3 separate regions of the Mus musculus genome follow, and regions 1 and 2 are each linked to region 3. A link is a contact called in public HiChIP or PLAC-seq and promoter capture Hi-C data. All regions are on one chromosome and are shown on one strand. Each heading gives the region's core, a stretch centred on a gene start, on an enhancer-like site or on the middle of the called end of the contact. The rest is flanking DNA. Distances are from core to core; before and after follow the strand shown. Region 1 holds the start of Igf2os (insulin-like growth factor 2, opposite strand). Region 2 holds the start of H19 (H19, imprinted maternally expressed transcript). Region 3 holds the start of B130016D09Rik (a long non-coding RNA gene).

What was found. Promoter capture Hi-C pulls out the DNA fragments that hold promoters and counts their contacts. HiChIP or PLAC-seq counts read pairs in DNA pulled down with a chosen protein or histone mark.
Region 1: a contact with region 3 is called in a promoter capture Hi-C map of embryonic stem cells, with 10 times the contacts expected there. The contact joins the promoter of Igf2os here to the promoter of B130016D09Rik in region 3. A contact is called at or near these places in 24 of 39 promoter capture datasets (the 3T3-L1 cell line, 3T3-L1-derived adipocytes, the C10 cell line and 13 more), 2 of 15 datasets of contacts at CTCF or cohesin (pro-B cells and stem cell-derived epiblast-like cells), 6 of 484 Hi-C or Micro-C datasets (cerebral cortex and embryonic stem cells), 13 of 115 datasets of contacts at active chromatin or transcription factors (bone marrow-derived macrophages, embryonic basal ganglia, embryonic forebrain and 6 more) and 4 of 9 other capture datasets (adipose tissue, embryonic stem cells, liver and 1 more).
Region 2: a contact with region 3 is called in an H3K4me3 HiChIP or PLAC-seq map of embryonic stem cells, with 19 read pairs. The contact joins the promoter of H19 here to the promoter of B130016D09Rik in region 3. A contact is called at or near these places in 9 of 39 promoter capture datasets (3T3-L1-derived adipocytes, the C10 cell line, the HPC-7 cell line and 5 more), 2 of 15 datasets of contacts at CTCF or cohesin (CD8 T cells and pro-B cells), 2 of 484 Hi-C or Micro-C datasets (embryonic fibroblasts and embryonic stem cells), 9 of 115 datasets of contacts at active chromatin or transcription factors (bone marrow-derived macrophages, craniofacial prominence, embryonic basal ganglia and 5 more) and 4 of 9 other capture datasets (adipose tissue, embryonic stem cells, liver and 1 more).

What each region holds. Positions count from the first base shown.
Region 1 is chr7:142,657,888-142,662,510 of GRCm38.p6, forward strand. Igf2os (insulin-like growth factor 2, opposite strand) reads left to right here and starts at 1,793. Exons shown (of 4, transcript NR_002855.3): 1 at 1,793-3,142. It also overlaps a transcript of Igf2 not described here.
Region 2 is chr7:142,576,456-142,580,987 of GRCm38.p6, forward strand. H19 (H19, imprinted maternally expressed transcript) reads right to left here and starts at 1,691. Exons shown (of 5, transcript NR_130974.1): 1 at 374-1,691; 2 at 158-288; 3 at 1-75. It overlaps Mir675 (microRNA 675), which reads right to left and starts at 692; the gene lies at 609-692.
Region 3 is chr7:142,281,741-142,286,074 of GRCm38.p6, forward strand. It overlaps B130016D09Rik (a long non-coding RNA gene), which reads left to right and starts at 1,723. Exons shown (of 1, transcript XR_003946899.1): 1 at 1,723-4,334. It overlaps Gm45889 (a long non-coding RNA gene), which reads left to right and starts at 1,474. Exons shown (of 2, transcript XR_870059.2): 1 at 1,474-1,726.

The DNA of each region.
Region 1 (4,623 bases), core at 543-3,042, 380 kb after region 3:
AGAGTTGGGGTGTGTGGGTGGGGGGAAAAGCTAACTGTGGGGTCTGGCTTGACTCTTTTACCAATTTTGGGGGGCTCTTGGCCCCGCCCACCCACTTTTCCTTCCTGTCTCATTGGCACAAAGTCAACATACCAGGGTGGGCTTCGGAGACTCTGCCCCCCTCCTCATCACTCAGCACCCTTGGGGGGGGGTGTACAGGGCCTGCACAGCACGAATCGTACATTTTATGCAGCTCATCCATCCCCCCCTTCCCCAACACACAGTAAAGCACCAGGAAGTCTCCTGTGAGTTCAACTTACACACCCCCTCCCCAACAGCCCCCATACCCCCGCCCCTTCCCCCACTCCATGGCGCAAGGGGGAACAAAAGTTTGCTTAGGGAACGAGCCCCCAGCCCCCCACCCACCGCACCAGTCCCGCCATGCCCAAGCCGGGCTCTGCGCACCCCCCACTCCCAGGGCCCCTGAGAGCCCTTACCTGGAAGCCGGCGACGCTGCCGCCCATCTCCCTGCTGCGGGTATGCAAACCGAACAGCGGGCGAAGGCCCTTCTGCCGGGCACTCCTCTGCCAGCGCCGCTCTGCCCGAGTCGCAGAGGCCGAATGTGCGACGGGACAGAACGGGGAGATGGCTTTTTTGGTGGGGAGGGGGGCGTCTCTTCTGCTTCTTTAGGGTATCTTAGGGCTGGGGCGGGCCAGATATTGTACTTTCGGGGGGGAAAAGGTATCGGGAAATGAGGTCAGCTGTTGTATCAAGGATAGTTGGGGGGCAGAGATAGTGAGAGAGACAGAGTGAACGTGAAAGGGGGGGACCACAGAGAGGGAGAGAGGGAGAGAGGACAGCGAGAGGCGGGTAGGCTCACAGCGGGAGAGGACAGCACGGAGAGAAACAGAAAGCGTATAATTAATCCACTTGGGTAGGCGAAGGCAGAGGGCGGACGTGAGGGGGAGGGAGTCTGAGGCGAGGAGGAACGGGGAGGGGGCAGGAGGGGAGCTTAGGAAAGGTGGCGGGTAAGCGGGTGCGCGAGGGGGGGCGCACCCTAAGCAGAGGAGAGGATGCAACTTCGAAGGACCGAGGACGGTGTTGAGGGGGGAGGAATGGAGGCGTCACCCCGGCCACGGGCACCCAGCTCGGTTAGGGTCGACGGAGCCCTCAGCCGTCGTAAGCCCGGGCTTCTTGTGGGGGGGACAGGCGTGGCGGCGCCTCAGCTGCTCGGGACTGCAGCGAAAAGAGGGGAGCAGCCGGGCTGCGCACCGGGGAGGGCTGGGAGGGGAAGCGCGGGGGATGACAACGCCGGCGACCTGCAAGCCGGACTGCCTGCGGTGGGGACCGCCTCCTCTGGCGAAGCAGGAATGGGGTGTTGAGGTAGATAGAGGAGGAGGCGGTGGGGAGATCCGCAGGCCCGACGGAGCGCGGCCCCGCCGACGGCGCCCTGCACAGGAGTTAGCAGCAGCGAGGTGGCGGACGGCGTCGACGCGGGGCCGCCAGCCCGGATGGAGGCGCTGGCGGGCCGAGCGCGGGCGGGCGTGGGCCAGGAGGCGGGGGCGGCCGGAAGGGGGGGCCGGGGGCCGGCCTGGCCTCACGCAGCTCCGCCGGAGAGCAGGCGAACTCCGGGCGCCAACGCCCGGTTCTTATAGCCGCGCCACCCCGCGGCTCGGCGCCCGCTCGGGCCCCGCTGGCCTTACGCCCGCGCCAATGGGCGTCCGCAGGGCCCTCGCCCCGCCCCGGGACCGCCCCCGCAACTCGAGCCACGCGGGGAATGCGGGTCGGGGGCCCTGGGCACGGGGGTTGCCGGTGGGGGGGGGGAGTGGAGTGCCTGGTGGCAAAGATGGGGGGGGGCTGTGCGCCCCAACAGGCCCACTAAATCCTGGGTGTCTATCCCTAAAAATCGAGGTCCCATGTCATGTTTCCGGGGTGCCCTGTGCTTGTGCAACATGGGCGCGTGGTGCGAACCAACGTGCGTGGCACCCTAGGCCTCAGTGGTAGTGGCAGGACCTGTGCTCAGTTAGAGGGTTACAAGGTAGGCGCATCCCGGCCGACTGAGTTAAGGCGCAGGTAGCTGGGTAGAGGGTTCTCACAGGGACCTACTTGCTAAGCAGGGGACAGTCCCCTGGATCGGCTGGGGGGGGGGGGGGGAGCGCGCAGCCTCCACCTGCCTGAGCAGGCAGGGCGGGCTGTGAGGCACCTCGAATAGCAGCCAGATAGATCTTACTAAGCGCCCCTAACCTCTGCTTTGCCTGGGATCTCCTAGCAGCCTTTGGGGGGCCACCAGGTGCACCATGAAGGGAAGGCTGGCTTGGCCACGCCAAATCTGGGCCCCGCGTGGAGCCCCCGCACAATGTCTGCGCCCTTCAGCAGAAAAAGAAGCAGGGCGGGAAACGTAGCTCAAACCAGACCTGTAAACCAGAGCTCACTGAAGTGCTTCTAAGCGGCGCGCCTTTGGGACCCCACCCAGTATGAGCAGATAACAGTTCCCTGTCCTCAGCACTTTGAATTTGCTTAGTTGCAGGTTCGGCCCCAGGGGCCAATGCGATAATTCCGGGCTATTAAGAAACTCTCCCCGGGTGGTTTCAGATATAAGAAGCCATTGTGATTTTTACCAAGTCAAAATCACTTCTAAACCGGTGCACCTTGTTTCCCTCTCCCGACCTCCGCACCTCTAGGCCTCTAAAGGGCCACTACTGGCGGAAACCAGTGCACCCGGGGCTAACCTCCCGGCCCGACCATCAATCACCGCGCCCGCGCTCTACACTCGCTTCCCCAAGCCCTCGACCTGTAGGGTTGGAGGCTCCAAGCCGCCCGAGCGCTCTGCCCTTCCCGCTTCCTGGCCGCCCAGGCGCTTTCCCTACCACCGCGTTGTTTGCAGAGTGCACACAAAGTGGCGCGCGTTTCGGAGCGCCCAGCCCAAAGGAGCGCTGCCGCCGAGGGAGAAGCCAGCAGCCCGCTCCCGCGCTACTCCGCAGCAGCCCTGAGGACAAACTGCGAGGTAGCCGGTGCCCCGCAGTGGAAGAGCTGGGGCACGAGGGAGCGCGCCACGGGGAGCTCACCACAAGGCCGAAGGTCGGGTCCGCTGGCGCAGGAGGATCGGAGGAGAAGGGCGGGAGAGCGGATGAAGTGGGAGCTGCTGAAGTGGACGCTGCTGAAGGTGAGCGAGACCCCAAGGGCAGTCCCCAGTGAACCGGGGCAACGCCCAGTCCGTTGGAAGACCCGGGGACAATGCCCAAATTTGGGGGAAACTGGGGGCAATGCCCAGTCGTTTTCCTGGACACGGGAGCAACACTGCCCACGTCCTGGCCGCCGCGCAGTGTCCAGTGCGTGTTTGGGGCACACACACTTTTCCAAAATCTGTGCTGCCGCTGGGACACCGTAGGAGAAGTGACGAGGCCGATACCACTGTTATGCGCAGGACGGGAAGCTGCCGAAAGTGGCCAGCGGAAACAATGATCAAATTTCGGGGATCCCAAGTCAGACCCTTGTCTGATTTGCGGTCCTGGGAATGAGCGGCCCAAAGTAGGGGGACTCGAAGGCGACTCCATAAATGGGAAAACTGTGGCGAATGACTAAATTTGAGATTCCAGAAAAATTAGAATCCAAGTTGGGGAATGAGGAAAATTATTCTATGCAAAAATGGGGGGCATCTTGATCCAGGCCTAACGAGGGGAACCCAATATCTTGGTTAGAAAGCTTGGGGAACCCACAAAATCCTAGACTAATTTGTAGAAGTTAGGTGGTTTGTTGTTGCTGTTGGGTTTAAGAAAATTCCCAACATGAAATTTAGGGGAGCTTAATTTTAATTGCTTAAAAATGGGAGATGAAAAACAACAGATGGATTTTAGGGAATTCAGGTCAGTTCTTTTGAGGGGTGGGAGTGGAGACTAGGGTTCACCCTGAAGCCAGTGGGCCCTACAACACCCGGGAAAAATCACCTCTAATTTCTGTGGCTTCAGAGAAGTCCTCTAGAGAATGAGGAAATGCTGTCTAAATGTGGTGGAATTAGAAATGCAAGAAGTCCATTTGAGAAAGCCAGAAAAAATCAATGTCTTTTAATATTTTAATTTCCTAAACAGATTCCTATTGATCTTTTTGTTGAACAAGGGGGAGTTTGTATGTTTTCTTGGACAATGTTTGTTCTTGGAGAAACATACTCCCTGTTTTGTGGATCAATAAAAATTACCCAATGGATGATGAAATCTAAATTGCAGGGAATAGAATTAGTAGCTAGGAAATTTGTAAGACACAGACCTTTAAAACCTAGGAATTGGGGGATCTGGGACTTTTTTTTTCAGTGTGCTTTGGGGACCATAAAACATTATCCAAATATAGGGAGACTCCAGTAGAAGTCATAAATTCAACAAAGTTCATTAAAGTTTAATAAAAACCGAACTCTTTGGAAGAAAAAAATCTCAATTTGTTTTGGAGTACCTGAATTTGGGGGGGCCCAGGAAGATAATTTCTGAATCTAAAGTTTCCTGGTCCTTCAGGGCCAGTCTCTACATTACAAGGAATAGAGATTATGGGTTCCTAAATTATGGGGCCTGAGAACCAATCCCCCAAATTTGCAATCTGCAGAGATTGTGCAAGATAGTGTGTGTGTGTGTGTGGGGGGGGTGTGTTTGAAATGTAGGG
Region 2 (4,532 bases), core at 441-2,940, 290 kb after region 3:
GCAGAGAAGTGTTAGCTCTTTGGGAAAAGTGAAAGAACAGACGGCTTCTACGACAAGGCGCCAGCCCATGGTGTTCTGCAAAGGACAGAATCCTGAGTGAGTGGGTGGACAATTAGGTGGTTGAGCGGACTAGCCCTGTGGCAGGGAGTATGCTCACCAAGAAGGCTGGATGACTGCCCTTCTGTCCTCTCCATCACACCGGACCATGTCATGTCTTTCTGTCACATTGACCACACCTGTCATCCTCGCCTTCAGTGACTGGCAGGCACATCCACCTCTGCTGGAGACCTGGCTATAGGGAGAAATGAAGACATGAGTTAATTGAACTTGCGTGGGAGGAGACTGGGTGACCACGAGCGGGACAGACACTTACCCTAGTCTCCAGTCCGAGCTCTTCGAGACACCGATCACTGCTCCGTCGCCGCCCGCAAGGCCCTCCTTGGCCACGGACTCTGGAGGCCAGTGCCTCCCTGGCTCACCACCCCAGCTACTCGCTCTACCTGCACCCAACCTCCCTCCCTAGAAACTCATTCATTCTGCCCCGCCTGCCTCGCCTCGTCTGGCTTCATCCTGTGCCCTTGACTCCCCTGGAAATGTTCTGTCTGTCATGCCAGACCCAGGGACTGAGCGGTTAGGGCATACAGTGTACCAAGTCCACTGTGGGCCCTTTCCGCACCAGTCCCTGGGCCGCAGTGCCTCATGGGAATGGTGTGTCTGCAGGCTGGACCCACTGCAGCCTCCTTGCTGTAAAATCCCTCTGGAGTCCGATACCTGCAGCCCCCACTCCCCTTCTGGTGACACCCTGCACTGCCCTTCTTTTCCATTCTCCAGTTATTGAGGCTCTGGCAAACTTGGGACTTTGCCAGAGCCACTCTTGAACCTTCTTCTAAGTGAATTACGGTGGGTGGGATGTTGTGGCGGCTGGGGACCCATCTGTGTCTTGTGACCCCATCTTGCCCTGTTTGACCCCAGCCTAGAATGCTTCTGTTCTTGCTGGATCCCATGGTCTCTGCCACTGTCTCCAAGGACTCCTATCACCTCCCTGGAGGCAGCGGCCTCAGTCTTTACTGGCAACCCTGCACCTCTTCTTTCTTCTCTCTAAGAGCTCTTTCCACCTGGGGTCGCCAATGGTCCCCCAGCCTCCTTCTGTCTCGGCTCCCCCCGAGACGATGTCTCCTTTGCTAACTATCCTGCCTTTCTATGTGCCATTCTGCTGCGAGGCCAGCCGCTTCTTCTCACCAGGCCCCCTCTCTAAACCTTCGTTTAGAAGGTCAGTGGAGCGAGGCCAAGAGAGAAGAAGGAGACTCACCTGCCCAGCAGACGGCGGTCCTCACCTGCCCACTGCTGCCAGCTATACCTTCACTGCCCAGGTCTGGGGTCGAACCCTTCCCAGCAGCTCCCCTTTATCCGACCAGCCGCCACGTCCTGTAACCAAAAGTAACCGGGATGAATGTCTGGCTCCCCATTCCTCTCCAACCCTAGCTCAGGCCCTTCAGCTTCACTCCGATGTTTTCCAGCCTTTGCGATGCCTTTGCTCTGCCTGAGCTAGCCCCTCAGTCCTTCAACATTCCTGCCAGACTCCAGATGCCGAGGTGCTCCTCGGACCCCACGACTCTCCTCCAGCTCTCCCATCTTCCCCAGTTTCCCCGATACCCCCCACCCCCACCCCCCACCCCCCTCCCACACCCGGTGCTTCGGGCCCTCTAGCCCGGGCTTTTTCTAACTGGAGTGGCTCCGCCCAGAATTCCCGCCCCTACTCTGTCAACCAATCAGTACATGGCCCCGCCGGGGCCCCCGCAGGGCCCACCTCCACCCTGTATCGTTCCAGCGCACGTTCGCCTCACCCCACACCCGCACCCGTCCTGAAATTCTCCAAAGACAGCCTCACCACAACTCCCACTTTGGAATCCCTTAGACAGGGCCTGGCATTGTCCCCAGATATCTCCCTTGATGTCGAGAACATATAGCCCCGTAGCCTGCTGAAGCCCTTCATAGAACGGTGGTGCCCCAGGCACCCTGCCACACTGAAGCTGCCCTTTACTCAGTTTGTATAATGACCACAATGGGAATTTGAGGGCATGGGTCTCATACTATCCCACGGAGTATGAACAGCCTACGAGTGGCTAACCCCCAGCCTTTGTCCTAGTCTGCTTGACTGACCTTATCTGGCCGCAGTGGTTTCAACAAGGTAGTAGCTAATTTGGGCACTCCTCACCGTCCCTTTTCTGGGTGAGTCGTCACGTTTGTCAGGACTCTCTTGCGATGAGTTTTATTAGTTATCTTACAGTCTGGTCTTGGTCACCCCAGTCAACCGGAGGCACAGTATGGTCTCCCTATCCTACTGAAGTACTACTATCAGTGATAGAATGGGGACAGGAGAGATGCCCTGTCCCTCCAGCCACGTGCGTGCGTATACCATTGCTCTTAGCTTCTGTTGAAAGTTATGCAGCTGAAATCCACAGAGTCAGCATCCACAAATCAGGGCACCAGAGAGTAGAGCAGCTCTAGATGGAAGTGACCGGAGCTCCAGATGGGAGGAGGACTCAAGGGCTGACCAGTCATGACCACTCAGCAGTGGTTCTCACCTATGTGAGGTGCAATAGCACCTTGGCAGATCCTCAGCCTAGTGGCTGCATGTCAGCTGAGTACTCATTTCTGGCTCCTAGTGATCCTTCATTTTTACTCTGTGAAAAGCCCTGGTCATTGCTGTGGGTGGACCCTAAGTTATGATACTGACGGACACCTCCAATTTGGTCATAAATAGACCCCAGCCTCTATTATCTTGGCGCTGTAATGTGTGTCTGTGCTGTCACCTTGTGGTGGTTGTGGCTATCTCTGCGCTCTTAAACAAATGATCCTTTTCAGAGATCGGTATATAAGATGGAAAAGAATGACCCCATCTTCTAATGAGCCTCAAGAACCCTGGCAGCATCAGCAGACTAAAGGCCGAGGGTTGGCCATCACATGTAAGCTATTCACTGGTGTGGTGGCAGTTGGTCTCTGTCTCCCATCACCCCCCACATCACCCTTGCTATACTCCCCTATACTTCCCACTATATCCTCCCCACTACACCCCTGCTATATCCCCCCTGTCATCCTCCCCACCATACCCCTTGCCATACCCCCCACCATACTTCCCCTATGGCCCCCATACTCTCTGCTATACCCCCACTATACCCTCCCTGCTATACCCCCACTATACCCCCGCTATGTCCCCCACTATACCCACACTATACCGCCCCACTACACCCCCATTATACCCCCACTATGCCCCTCCTGCCATGCCCCCCACTATGTCCCCCATTATGCCCCCGCTATGCCCCCGCTATACCCCCACTATAACTCCCTCTATATCCCCCGCTATACCCCTACTATACCTCCCACTATACTTCCACTATACCTCCCCATTATACCCCCTCGCTATAACCCACGCTATACAACCCCACCATGCCACACCCGCTATGCTCCCTCTTGCTACCCACCCTCCTGCTTCACTTCAAACTAAGCGGATCCCTGACTTCTCCTAGTCTCTAATCTCAGCTTTGCAACTTCTTGCTACAGTTCCTAGGTTACCTGGGACATTGCAATGGTTGAACCCCAGCCTCTGCTTTTATGGCTATGGGGTTTCGGTGGACGCACGCACGCGGCAGTTTCTATGTCTCCCGCCTATAACCGATTCTGTATTGAGTTTGGATTGAACAGATCTGGCTAGCTTGAGGAGTCCCAAGGCAGAAGGGGACCATTCCGTAAGTGCACAAATGCCTGATCCCTTTGTTGAACCTGGGGTACTCAAAGCTTTGTCACAGCGGACCCCAACCTATGCCGCGTCTGCCGAGCAATATGTAGTATTGTACTGCCACCACGCGGCATCGTCTGTCCATTTAGCTATAGCCAAATCTGCACAGCGTGGAGAGTGAACCGATCGATCGTGAAGGGCGCAAGACTGAAGGAGCTACCCAAGAAATGTGTGTTGTACCACCCCATGACCCTTATGAATCATTGAATGCTATGCCTGAGTGACCCATGAGTTTGCCATAGGTGAACCGCAATTTTGGTCACCTCTATGATAAAGTATGTGGGACTGCACTGGTCGCTGCTCGGCAACTTCGGTCTTACCAGCCACTGACGATCTCGGGCTGTGTAGGGAATGAGTCAAGTTCTCTGGTTCAGTGTGTAAGGGAACCATTCCAGAGGTGCACACATCTTACCACCCCTATGAATCCCTATTTGGGTGACCCTGGGATATTGCTGGGAATGAATCGCTCCCCCCAAGTTGGCAGCATTTGGGCCACGATATATAGGAGTATGCTGCCACCGCGCGGTAGCATCCGTTCCCTTGTTGCACATAACAGCTTCTATGCCTTCCTATAGTGAGCCACACTGGCTGGTTTTGGGGTTCAGTGACCAAAGGGACCCCCTCCAGAAACACAAGTGTTCCAACCTCTTATAAACCATATCGACCACTGAGGCATAGCGGCTTCGGACATTGCTGTGGGCGAACCCGAACTTTGGCCCTTGGACATTGTCATGGG
Region 3 (4,334 bases), core at 473-2,972:
TTCCCAGGTTCTTCTACTGTATTCCAGTGAGTTGTATGGACCCATGGGCAGGTAAAGGATGGGAGGGGATTCATTCCTGGGGAAGATTCCACCTTATGAGAGCCATGAGAATGATGGGTTGGTAATGGGCATGACCATACTTTGACCAGGACTGCTTAGCTATGGACACCTCCTCTCCATTTAAATCTGAATATCAAGTAGGGATGCCAGAGAGTGGCCCTCTCTGTTCCCCTTTCAATGTGGCCACCTCTACTAAGTGTCTCTTCTCTGTGTTTTGTTATTACTAGTCTGTGTAACTGTGCTGTGGAGGAAGGGTGGTTGAACCTTGATTTTTAGAGCTCCAGGGCCCAACCTCCAGATCCTAAGTATTTCACTGAGGATTTGAGTAGACAGTCAAGATATGCTCACAGCTAGGTGACCTGGGTTGGAGCGAAGTATAGGGATCCACCCTGGGGCAGTATTACTTTGCCTGACAAAGTTTCTCATCTTCCCAGTCAACCAGTATTAGCTATTTTGACTCTACAGGGTACAGCAGAGAAATAAATTGAGTTTTTTGAGAGCATCAGCCTTTCTTGGCCATTGGTGAGCTTAGCTGGGAAGTTCATATGAGGAAGAAGGACCCTTCCTTCATAAGAGAGTCCTTGGGGCTCAGAGCAGCAAAGGTGACATGGAGTAATTTACAACTTTGCAAATCTGGTCCTCAGCACCCTGTGGCACCCTGAATGAATGCAGAGCACATCTTAACAATCCTCCTGCAGGGGACATCACTCCCTCCCCTTCCTTTTTAGCTGAGTAATCAGGAGGGCACAGTCTTACCCAGCAGCTGGTCTCATCTTTCTGCTGCTCTGCTTTGTCTTTTGGTGAACACATTCGTATGTGGGTTCATCTCTTTATTTCCTATCCTGCTTATTTTTGACCTTATTATGTACTCAATCTTGCAGGGCAAGCTTGATTTTTAGTGTGTACTATAAACACCTAATTTGGTTGCATGTTAGTGAGAGACTTGGGTGTAGGATGACTAGCAGGGGTCCTGTTTTATTTTGTTTTGTTTATTTGTATGAGGACATAGATGGGCACCCTAAATGTTGGAGACCATACCATAAGAAAGTAGGCCTTTCAAAGTTTTCCACCCTAACAAGCCAAATGGCCTTGTGCTAAGGAGCTGGTCTTCACCCCCTCCTCCCTGTTTCCTTCCTGGCACCTGAGGCTGTAAAAAGCTGAATTATAGTCCCCTCTTCCTTATCTCTTCCTGACTCCCAAGACTTCAAAGGACATGAGTTACAAGCTGAGCCCAGCCTGACACCCAAGGCTGTTAAGGAGGATTCTACATTCCAGAGATAAGAGTGCCTGGCCGCCTGCAGTTTGAATTAGGCCTTCATGTCCCCAGATGCCCACTTCTTTGTTCTTAGTTGATCCCCCTCAACCCCTCCCTATTCCCCTTAAAACCTGGCATTTCAGCCTAATAAACTGAGACCTTGATAGGAACCCTTCTTTGTCTCTGCGTCTCCTTCCTTTCCTCGCATTTCTCTTCAGGTTTGTGGTCCCCCTTGCACCCAGGAAGAACTGGGTCCTGCTGGGTGGGACAAGTGGCGCCTAACTGAGGTTCGGAGCGTTTTGCCTTAGGTGGAGATTACGGAGTTTGACTCCCCCAGAGAAGTTCGTAGGGACCCCAAGAAAAAAGAAGTGAAGGACTGCTTCAGCAGCTCACCGGAGAGAGAAATCCTTGGTAAGTGATTCATCTCCACTGAGAAATGGGAACTAAGCTTTCTAAAGAGGCAGCCTTTATAAAAGGCTTAAAGGTGGCTCTCAGGGAAAGAGGAGTTAGAGTTAAAAAGAAAGATTTGATAAACTTTTTTATTTTCATAGACCAGGCAGGTCCATGGTTTATTATAGATGGCGCAGAGATACATTGTAAGAAATGGATAAGAGTAGGAAGAGAATTAAGTGAAATTTTGGCAAAGCAGGACCCCGATGCTATTCCTGCAAATATATTTACTTATTGGAGTCTAATCCGTGATTTAATACAAAGTGCAGTTGATGATCCAGAGAAACAGCAGCCTTTGTCAGTGGCAGAATATTGCCTCTGTCCCCTGTCTCTGGAAGCTTCAGAGAGCTCCCTCCCTACTAAAAAGCCTCCAATAGCTGCAGACAGGCCCGAAGTCCTGCAGACTGCTCTCTACCCCCATATCCCGGTAAGCGCATTGCCTGCTGACCCGCCACTGATCAATCTAGAATTTAAAAAATCTTTGGCTGAAAGCCCTTTAATTTCTGGGGACACAGACACTTTAGAGGAAGAGATAGTCCGTCCCCGTAAGCCCGAGCGATTGCCGGGCGCTTCAGCTCCTCCCTGCAATGCCTCGTCCTACCTGCCACCAATCTGCGCTCCCGAGCCGTGGCCCCAGGCGCTGCCGGTCCCTACTCTCATTGATGCTAAAGACAAGCTCGCGTCTCAGGTAGCAGGATTACAAGAAGTTTTAGAGCTCCAGCAACAGTACGCCCGCCTTTCCACAGAGCTCGCTTCACTCCAAAATTCTTTAAAAGAGACTATCCTTGCCCCTCCCCCAGCCTCAGCCTCGGGCGGCGTAAAAAAGAAAGCTCCGCGAGCGGTAAAAACTAAAACATTGGCTTCCCCCGTAATTACTCGCTCCACGAGAGCTGCTAGCTACGACCCGCCCACTTCTACGGCGGAGACACAGCCCCCAGCCACCCGTGCCGAATCTGCTTCTGCAGAAATTGGGCCTTTAGAAAGGCCCCAGGCCGACCTCTCCTCGGACACTAACAGCGAGGGCGGAGAAGATTATGAGTGTGAAAACGAAGTAGAACGTGAGCCAGAGGAACAAATTTCTGCTCCTGTCCAACAAACAGAATTCCGCAGACTACGTTTTAAGCTCTTAAAAGAGCTTAACTCTGCGGTTAGAACTTATGGCCCATCTGCCCCCTACACGCTTTCGCTCCTAGAAGCTCTTCCGGGAGGCGAACATATGCTCCCTAGTGAGTGGATCAAAGTAATCCAAACTGTGTTAACACGCGGGCAATTTCTCTCATGGAAAGCCGATTTCCTCGATCGGTGCCAGACAATTGCAGTGGCTAATCAGAAAAATCCTCGGGCGCCATCTGCTGGCTGGACCTTTGAAAAGCTTTCTGGTCAAGGTAAATACGCGACAGAAGCCAGGCAAAAACACTTCTCTGTGGGTCTTTTGGCTCAGACTGCTAATGCAGCCCTGGGAGCTTGGCGCGGTATTCCTATGAAAGGTTCAGTTATTACGCCTCTAACCAAAGTCATTCAAGGAGCCCAGGAAGACTATAGTGATTTTGTGAGTCGTTTGCTTGAGACTGCAGAGAGGACCCTGGGTCATGCAGACAATAAACTTGTTAAACAATTGGCTTATGAAAATGCTAATTCGGCATGCAAAGCTGTCTTGCGCGGTAAGATTAGAAACAAGGATCTTAATGAGATGATTCATCTTTGCCGTGATGTAGATATGTTCACTCACAAAATGTCCCAGACAGTCAGTCTTGCAATGGGTGCAGCTCTTCAGCCTGTTATGGCATTAGGCGCGGCTCTTCAGCAAGCCAGCCGGCAGAAAAGCTGTTTTAAATGTGGTCAGCCTGGACACTTCGCACGACAGTGTCCCACTGCGCTTTCCCTTAACGGTGCTCCAGCACCACCTACTGACTATTCTTCTCGGCCTACACGGCCCAATTTTCTTTGTCCACGCTGCAAAAAAGGCAAACATTGGGCAAGCACCTGCCGATCCCCAACAGATGCTTCTGGGAATCTCCTGCCTCCCTTTTAGGGAAACAGGTATGGGGGACATCCCAGATTCCCCAAAACCACCCCATTTCTTCCAGCCACAGGGAACAGCCGGCAGACAAAACAGCCACTGGTCTCTCCCGAGCCACTACAGGTAGCGCAGGATTGGACTTGTTTTTGGACTCAGTTTTAACACCCCCCCCCCACGCCCCCCGTGAGAGGATGGCGTTCACATCCTTCTCAGGGGGTCTATGGGCCTCCTCCACCCAATACTTATTTTCTAATATTAGGGCGTGCTTCCGCTACTTTAAAAGGACTTACTGTCCATCCCTCATTAGTAGATAATGACTACACTGGAGAAATTAAAATTTTAGTTAGTGCCTCTCAAAGTCCAATATCTATATTCAAAGGGCAACGTCTAGCACAAGCCCTGCCTCTACCTTTAGACACTTCCTATCCTTTAGACACTTCCTATCCAGCAATGGGCACACGTCGTGGCTCCTCGCAGCCAGGGTCATCAGACCTTTACTGGTTCCAAGCAATTACCAAAGACCGCCCTACACTCTGCCTTAAGATAAAC